Regions from separate parts of the Mus musculus genome. Here region 2 is linked to region 1. The links are chromatin contacts, called in public promoter capture Hi-C maps. All regions are on one chromosome and are shown on one strand. Each heading gives the region's core, a stretch centred on a gene start, on an enhancer-like site or on the middle of the called end of the contact. The rest is flanking DNA. Distances are from core to core; before and after follow the strand shown. Region 1 overlaps Blm (Bloom syndrome, RecQ like helicase). Region 2 holds the start of Blm (Bloom syndrome, RecQ like helicase).

Region 1 (4,310 bases), core at 860-3,359:
TCCCTTAGGCAATCTCCCTGAACCTCAGAAAAAAACTCACTGTACAAACATGTTAAGTATCTGCTGAGCAAATTAACAACACAGAAAGCATGGACAAACTCAGGTGGAGGTACAACAGCCTAGCACCACCTAAATGTATATAGGCAAATATTTTTAGTGCCTTTGTTACCAATTAGTTATGGATTTGGAGGTAGCAAGATGCACGTGCTGAGATGAAATTCAAGTGAAAGTGCTGTGCTAAGAGGGTTCTAGACTGCTCTCAAATCGTGCATGGACTAGAGACTTTAAGATGAGAAAGCAGGGTTACCTGCTCATTCCATGAAGGCACGTGGAGTGTGGAAGCCAAAGTAAGATACACAAAATGTAATCTGTTAAAAGGATTACAACAGGGTTACCCAGGACCGAATTTGATTTATCTCACTTCTAAAGCAGAGGGTGGGATGATTTTCCTTTTGTTTCTATTTATTTGCTTGTTTATCAGGGCTTGCTTGGGCAACAGGCAGAAGGTGCCAGTTCTCTCTCTCTCAAAGATACCAGGGGCTGACCTCAGGCGGTCAGCCCTGGCTGCAGGCGCCTTTATGTGTGCTGCCGTCTAGAGTGCTCTAGAGTTGTTCTTTTATTAAGTAAAGAAAAAAACCCAGATTTTGTTCCCAAATTTTACTGCACTGAGAATAAAAAAAAAAAAATTCTTCCAATTTCAAATATTCTGATTTAGCTGTCCTTGGGCACATCTGGACACTTGGCTTGATAAAGCCCTACAGGTGATGCTAATGTACAGAATCAGAAAATGGAACCCACAACCTTCACCGACTTACACCTGAGGTCTGAGGATCTTCAGCTGAGTGAGGATGTCCTTCTGGACCCTGGGGTTCGCTGTGGCCGTGAGGGCCATCACTGGAACAGAAGGAAACTTCTGGCGAAGCATATTCATCCTTTTGTAATCTTGACGAAAATCATGACCCCACTAATTGGAAAAAAAATGTTGCTTTCAGGTTATTTGTATCTCTCGGGTCGATATATAAGATGCACTTTATTCTCCAGTGAAGCAGCAGAGCGATCAGTCAGCCACTGTGGGTTGTTCTTCAGTGCTGTGGCTCTGAGCACTACTGGTGGTATAAACACACTGATATCCCAAGAGAAACTTACCTGACTCACACAATGCGCTTCATCAATGACAAAACGTGCCAAGAGCTTCCGCTCATACAGATTCTCCAGAGTAGAAATCAGCCTGTTACTTGCACAGACCTAGAATAGAGATACACGAGAGATGTAAACACATCTGAATGAATATCGTCACTCCCTGTTAGAACTACTCACACACGAGTGATTCTGTCCTCAGTCTGTGAAGAGAGCAGAAAAGCAAAGGGCAATCCAGACACTTCAATGCCCTCATCCACATCCAACAGCTTTACTTATCAGGCTAGTAGCTCTGAGAGTTACCACATGTTTACTCTGGTTACAGGACTTACATTTTTTTACATGTATTCATTTTGTGTTTGTGCATGTGTAGGGTGGGTCTGTGCACACAATGATGTATATGCGTGAATTCAGAGTTAAGGTGGTTGGTTCTAGGTCCTTAGGCACATTCCCCATGAGCAACCGCCAGCCTGATAACGGGAGTTTAGATGTGTGTTTGGTATGTGCATACTATTGGGGAAGAACTCTATGTATTACACATATAGATAGCTATGTGCCAATAACAAGCATATCTTAACAGGGACATAAGACACAGAAGTCAGGTTGATGAAGCGTCCTCACTGGTTGAACATAGGCAATTAGAACATCAAAATACATAGTGAAAATGATTATAATTTACTAAACTAATAAAGAACCCACAAGTTCACACTGATAAATACGCAGCATCAGGCAAGGCTTTCATAAAGCCAGGATGGATTGTATCAGTAAACTCAACCTGGCACTCATCATAGTAATAATAAGAAACAAATCATCAACGATGCTAAAGCTTGTGGGGAGGCTCTGATGTCTGCCACGGTGTCTGTACAGTCTGAGACCTCCTACAACAGAGCAACTGCTCACTAGGCAGCTGGAAGGGGAAGGAAACGTTAAGCCCAGCGAGCAGCAGCCTGGCAATGCTATTTTGATCGAGTGATTGGCCAGTGACCACCACTGGTAATGGGATGAGTCACTGCCAACTGTCTTCTGATAGCACACAGCACATCTGTGGCATCCCTGCCAACGTGAGGAATAGGGATTTAATCAGCAGGAAACAAGGCAAATTCAAATTGAGGCACAGTCCCCAAAACTGGCCCTTATGCTTCAAAATGTCAAAATAATGAAACTGTTTAGATAGGAGATGAAATAGGGGTTTTCTTTTTTTCCCTTTTTTACAAAGGTCATTACTGAAAGGTTAATGGCTTAAGTAACAGTATGTGTCACTGTACATTTCCTGACGGGTAAATTACAGTGGTTCCTAAGGGAGTGCTATACAGTCAGGAAATGCAGAGTGAGGTAAAGGAGAGGTAAAATGGCAGATCTGCAACTCACTGTCAATTAAGTGTTTCACAACAAACTGGAGAAAGAACAAACAACACAGGAGGCAGAGAAGACTTTACCATCTGTGGTCTGGAGTGAAGGTTATACAAGAATTCATTAATGTATATAAAAATTATCACCAAGTTCTTCAAATATATGTATTTGAGTGCGTTGCAATATTACACTGAAGAGAGTGAGATAAATACGAACCTTCTCTGGAGTAACATACAAAAGCTTGATGATTGGGTCTTTTTTGGATAATTGGAGGTAAATATTTGCAGCTTCTGAGTCAGTCTTATCCCCTGTCAGATATGTAGCTGGAATCTAAGTTAAGAGTAATAATTTAAATTTCATTTTATTTATACATTAATCAGATATGATCGTGCTTAGGTTTCATATTTTATAAGTCATATATCACACTTTCCAAAAGAAACAAATACCTCACCATAACAATCAATGCACCATTTTTATTTTTAAGTTTTGTTTTCTGAGTCAAGAGTTTCACTTTTGAGTCTCAAACTTGTGACCCTCCTGTACCCTCAGCTTCTAAAGTACTGGTAATTATAGGCATGTGTCACATCTAGCTAGTACACATATTTTTAAAAATTAACATTAAATGCAACTCAAAATAGCTTTCCCACTTAGGTGTGGTGGCATACATATGAGGAATCCTAGCTGGCAGGAGGATGAGAAAGGAGGTTTAGGAATTCAAGGCAGCCTTGCCATCCGGCAAATCTGAAGCTAGCCTGTGCTATGGCAAGATGCTTCTGTGTCAAGAAAAACTACAAAAGGCTCTCCACTGTTCCATTTTCTATGTTTCATCTCCTCTATCTGTAAAAAAGACCATGTTGTCTGTGTGTGTAACTGGAGCTGGCCCCAAATTTGCTTGTATGCCAGGCTTGCTTCTAACTGACAGAGAGGAACCTCTTTTTGCCTCTGAAAGTGCTGAGGCTTAAAGGTCTGCACCACAATGGTCGGCCTGGCTACGTTTACAGGTCTCATTGCTGTGATGGTAACTGTTGGTTAGAACAAGGTGAACAGCTGGGCAATGGTTATCAACACTGCAATGACATTCTTTAGAAGAAAAGTCAAACCAGCTGTCACACTGAGATGGTATGATTCGTAACCCTGTAGCCAACTCTTTGCAATGATTAACCTTATAGAGTGCAGCAGTCATAATTCCTCAACTCAGCAATGAGGAAAAAGACAGGTGTACAGGCACACACATGTGCATAGGAAAGAGAACTATGATGATCACTAGCCAAAAAAAGAAATCCCTTTATTTATAGTAAAACAAACAAACAAACCACCCCAAAACCCACATCAGGAAAATGTAGGCTAAGAGTTCTTAATAAAATACATTCTTTGAATTACAGATGGCTATTTGAATCACAATGTTTTAACACATGTACTTAACTCTACAGCTTAATTTAACTGTATGCTTTATTTAATTAATTAATTAATTTATTTATTTTTTGCAGTATGTTAGGCAAACACTCTGCCATGAAGCTATATACCCAGAATAATTATTTTAATAATTTAAACAATAGTTAATAAGATTTCCTAGCATACTGGCATGTGTTTCTAAGGTGCATTTTTATTAATAGTTTTATGTAATAACTTACATCAAAGGAAGTCAGCTTTTGGACTTGATCTACTATTAGTGATCTCAAGGGAGAAATGACAATTGTGACCCCAGGAGAAACACAGGCAGGGAGCTGGTAGCACAAACTTTTACCTCCTCCTAAGAGACAAATAATGAAAAACATGTCAGTTTCGAATTTGAGTGTGAAGGTAAAAGTTACAAAGAAAACCAA
Region 2 (4,310 bases), core at 611-3,110, 40 kb after region 1:
TAGACCGGTCTCAAATTTACTATGCACCCGAGGAAAACTTTCAACTTCTGATCCTTCTGTCTCCACCTTCTATGTGTGTGTGGATTATAGGCTTGCTCTGGGAGGTAGCTTGCTTCTAAGATAGTCTTTATAAAGCTGCTCTTAACTTTCCATTCTCCTGTCTCATTCAAAGTGCCAATTGGGGTCATAGGTGTGAACCACCAAAATTCCTAGTGGCAACTGATCTTATTCTACAGGAAAGCAAGATACTCAAAGGCTTTTAGGCACAAAATTATACAGATAATTTTTCAATTACTTTGAACCTGGTAAGACAGAAAAGGCCTGGGAAGATGGCTCAGTCAGTAAACTGCTTGTAGTATGAACATAGGGACCTGATTTCAGATCTCCAGAACCCACTTAGAAAGTCAGGAGTGGTAATGTGCATCTATAATGCCAGTCCTGGGAGGCTTGCTAGTTTAATCAGTAAGTTCCAGGTTCAGTGAGACTGCCCCAAACACTAAGATGGAAGACAACTGCAGAAGGTACCTCTGGTCTTCTTGCACATTAACACACACACACAAACATGGACAAGAACATACTCCTATCTCCATTCCTGACAAAAGGTAAAAATTTAGAAAATAGAGCATGTCCCTCAACCAAGTTTAAGATGCTACATTCTGTCCAGCAGTGGCAGCCATTGCCTTTAATTCCAGCACTCAGGAGGGAAAGGCAGTGGAATCAGGGTTCGAGGCCAGCCTGGTCTACAGTGGGCTACACAGAGAAATCTGTGAGTCTCTTTTGCAGAAGTACATATTTCACAGTATATACACTTTAAATAACAGGGATGGTGACATGGGTCTGTAACTCAAGCACTTGAGAGGTTGAGGCTGAAAAGATCATGGAGTCCAAAGTCACCCTCAGCTCTACAAGTTTGAGGCCAGACGGGACTACAAGATCCAAAACAAACAAACTGGTACTAAATCCCTATCTTGGGAACCTAAAAATCCCACTTCATCCAAGCAAAGTTAAAGTGACATCCAAACAGAATAGCAGTCAGGCTAACAAAATGTTGACTCAAGCCGGTGTGACGTCAACTCAGCACTGGATGGCTGAGACGGTGTGACGTCAACTCAGCACTGGATGGCTGAGACAAGTTCCTTCCAAGCTCAATTAAATGTATTACTCCCCAGGCGTCTGCCTCTCTCCTTCTCCTCCATCTTGTCATCTCTCGATCAGTCTTTCCCACCCCTACCCCTTGCTGAGGTAGGAGAGCTGTGTATTTAAAGGCGACACCGGAAGATGGCAGGTTCATCTCAGTCACCCTCACCCGGTAACCTATGACAGTTAAGAGGGACTGGGAGGAAGCCTGGGGCAGTGAGATAGGCTTCAGAGCTGGGCAGGTCCTATTCAAACCTCATCTGGCATCCAAGCCCGCGCGCCCTTTCGGCAAACGAGGTCTGAGCTCCTGCTTCTCCGATTAAAAACAGGGCACCTCCACCTCTTCTGGCGTCTCGAAAGCATGCATTGCTACGAGGGGTCGTTGCAGCACTACACAAACTACGGGAAGCAGATGAGCTAATTTCTCGCGTATGACAATCAAGGCCTTAAGGAAAGTGTGGACAGTGAGACTCGAGCCTCGGCCGCCTGACATGGCCTTTTCTGGGTCACCAGGTCTCTACTCCGGTCTGGGCTTCTCGCCACAAGCGAGGCTCGGAGAACCTGGGACGGATGACTGGTGAAATGGCCAAGGCCTCGGGCTCTGTTAGTCGGCGGAGCCACCGCAACCCAGCGCGCGCCGAACTCACCTCACTCAGGCTTACGTCGCGCCGGGCGGAACCACCATCCAAACTCCGCGCGCCGACACGGCCCTCCTGCGCCCCGCGCCGCACGCTCTGCGCGGCAAGAAGGATGATTCTGATTGGGTAATCCCTGAAGGATCTAACCAATACCGTGGCCTCTGGCTCCTGGCCCCGCCCCTAGAGCTGCTGGGGCGGTATCCCCCGAGCACGTACTACTAAAGCCCAATCCGAATGCAGCTGACCGGTCAGGTGATTATGGCAAACTACCTGGCTTCCGGCGTAGTAAGGCTTTGTTTTGTTTTTTGTTTTTTGTTTTCCTAGTGTAGGGAAAGGCGCCTGAAGCCCAGTCTGTGGCATGGTAGAGATTTTGTGATGTTTGAAGACAGCCGAGGCTTGCTAGTTCCGGTAAATCAGGCGAAGCGTCTGTGGGCCTCTTCTTTTGGATCTCACCCTCTATTCTTGTGAAACTTCGGCGGTTCTTCCACTGCTGACTGTCATTAATCGGTCGCAAGCTCAGATACTTCAGCTGGCATGCAGATGCCGAGGGTGAAGCTTCAGTTCTAGTGGGTAGCTTCCACCATGAATGCAGCCCGGTGATGCCTGATCTTCTATTTTTGTAACTTTTAGTTTTTTTGAGACCGGACCTTACATAGCCCAGGTTGGCCTCAAACCTCCACCAAATTGTGTAGGAGAAGCTGACCTTGAACTCCCGATCCACCTACTTACACTTCCCAAATACTAGGATTACATATTCCACCAAAGTGGGCTCTTGTTAATTTTTTTCTCTTCCAACCCTGTCATCTGTCCTTACCCTCTTTTTATTTTATTTATTTATTTATTTATTTATTTATTTATTTTGGTTTTTTGAGACAGGGTTTCTCTGTATAGCCTTGGCTGTCCTGGAACTCACTCTGTAGACCAGGCTGGCCTCCAACTCAGAAATCCACCTGCCTCTGCCTCCCAAGTGCTGGGATCAAAGGCGTATGCCACCACTGCCGGACCCTTTCCCTCTTTTAAGGAGTAAATTCAAACTGTTACAACAATATGGAAAACAGTACAAAGGATTTGAAAGATACTAAAAGTTACCTCATGACCCAGAAACATCTCCTCTGACATATACCCAAAGAAAATTAATAAATAACTTCCTAAAGCTATCAGCTTTCCCTTGTTCATTGCTGCATAATCCACAATAGCCAAGATATGAAAATAAGCTGTCAGGAGAAAGACGGGAAATGCACATCAGAATAGTAATTAGCCTGGTAAAAAGAACCAGATCTTTCCATTTAGGGACATTATGCTAAGTGAAATAAGCCAGACACAGTAAATTATTATTGCATGATCTTATATGTGGGATCTTTATAAAATTTAAATATTCATATCTAGAGAAAACTGGTGGAGAGTTGTGGGTTAGAGGACACATATAGTGAAAATACCTAGAGATCCAAAATACAATATGCAAGTTCTATATATTGCATTTGTGCTAAACTATTATGAGTTACAAAAACCAAGGAAGTATAGCTGCAGATGATGACTAGACTCATGTGTTTCATTATTGTAAATTTCTTACTATCTATATGTGTCTGCATCTTTAGGCATCCTGCTGACAAACTGATAAAATGTTTTTAAAGCTGCGTCTATGTAGCCCTAGCTAGCCTGTTACTTAATTATGTAGACTAAGCTGGCCTCAAACTTAGAGACATCTGCCTGCCTCTGCCTTCTGAGTGCTAGGAAGTGCAGGCATGCCTTGAAATTTCCTTCCTTCCTTCCTTCCTTCCTTCCTTCCTTCCTTCCTTCCTTCCTTTTTTTTCTCTTTTTCCCTTTTCTTTTTCCTTCCTTCCTTCCTTTCCTCCTCATTTCTTCTTTCTCTCTTTTGTTTGTTCTTTCTTTCTGAGACAGGGTTTCTTTGTGTAGTCTTGGCTGTCCTGAAACTCACTCTGTAGATCAGCCTCGCTTTGAACTCTGAGATCCACTTACCTCTGCCTCCCAAGTGTTGGCATTAAAGGTGGTTAACACAACTACCCAGCTATGCATTGAAATTTTAATGCCCTTGCCTTCCAAGGAGCATGCCTGCAGCACCAGACCCCAATAATTAAGCAGTTTTTAAATAGCAAATGGAAAAGCATACAGAATAGAGGTAAGAAGAAGATATGAACAATCTACCAAAAAGAGTAGAACCAACAACACTGGGACTCAAGTGGTCGCACCCAGGCAGTAAGTGTGATGCTCACAACTTCCTGAAGGAACACTTAGCTAAATGTGCCTGCATGTCACATTCTCCTTTTTCGTTTATCTTCACTTCTCTGTCCCTAGTCAAGTCATTGTGCTAGATGGGCCCTGAAGAACTACAATACATCTGGGCTCAGTCTGTCGAGAGGGACAATACATAAGTTAATATTCATAGTAGCAATACAAGTTAGCTGTGGTGGTGCATGCTTATAATTGAAACACTCGGGAGGCAGATGCAGGAAGATCTCCAATTTGAGGTCAGCCTGAGGTATGTAGCCAGACCCTGTCCCAAAACAAAACAGTACC

What was found. Promoter capture Hi-C pulls out the DNA fragments that hold promoters and counts their contacts.
Region 2: a promoter capture Hi-C map of the HPC-7 cell line shows a contact between it and region 1, with 4 times the contacts expected there. The contact joins the promoter of Blm here to the enhancer-like site in region 1. A contact is called at or near these places in 8 of 39 promoter capture datasets (the 3T3-L1 cell line, 3T3-L1-derived adipocytes, the HPC-7 cell line and 5 more), 1 of 15 datasets of contacts at CTCF or cohesin (CD8 T cells), 12 of 484 Hi-C or Micro-C datasets (the G1E-ER4 cell line, the HL-1 cell line, the HPC-7 cell line and 7 more), 10 of 115 datasets of contacts at active chromatin or transcription factors (CD8 T cells, the HPC-7 cell line, the SCID.adh cell line and 5 more) and 4 of 9 other capture datasets (adipose tissue, liver, macrophages and 1 more).

Annotation. Positions count from the first base shown.
Region 1 is chr7:80,493,287-80,497,596 of GRCm38.p6, forward strand. It overlaps Blm (Bloom syndrome, RecQ like helicase), which reads right to left. Exons shown (of 22, transcript NM_001042527.2): 9 at 4,119-4,237; 10 at 2,704-2,817; 11 at 1,147-1,245; 12 at 816-964. Among named protein-coding and RNA genes, the nearest start is that of Blm, 40 kb to the right of the region's middle. Within about 2 kb of position 2,110, at least 38 of the 459 cell types and tissues checked have an H3K27ac peak or open chromatin away from gene starts, as enhancers often do. A contact at or near this core is called in the G1E-ER4 cell line, the HPC-7 cell line, LSK cells and 3 more, where this site is marked.
Region 2 is chr7:80,533,259-80,537,568 of GRCm38.p6, forward strand. It overlaps Blm (Bloom syndrome, RecQ like helicase), which reads right to left and starts at 1,861. Exons shown (of 22, transcript NM_001042527.2): 1 at 1,785-1,861.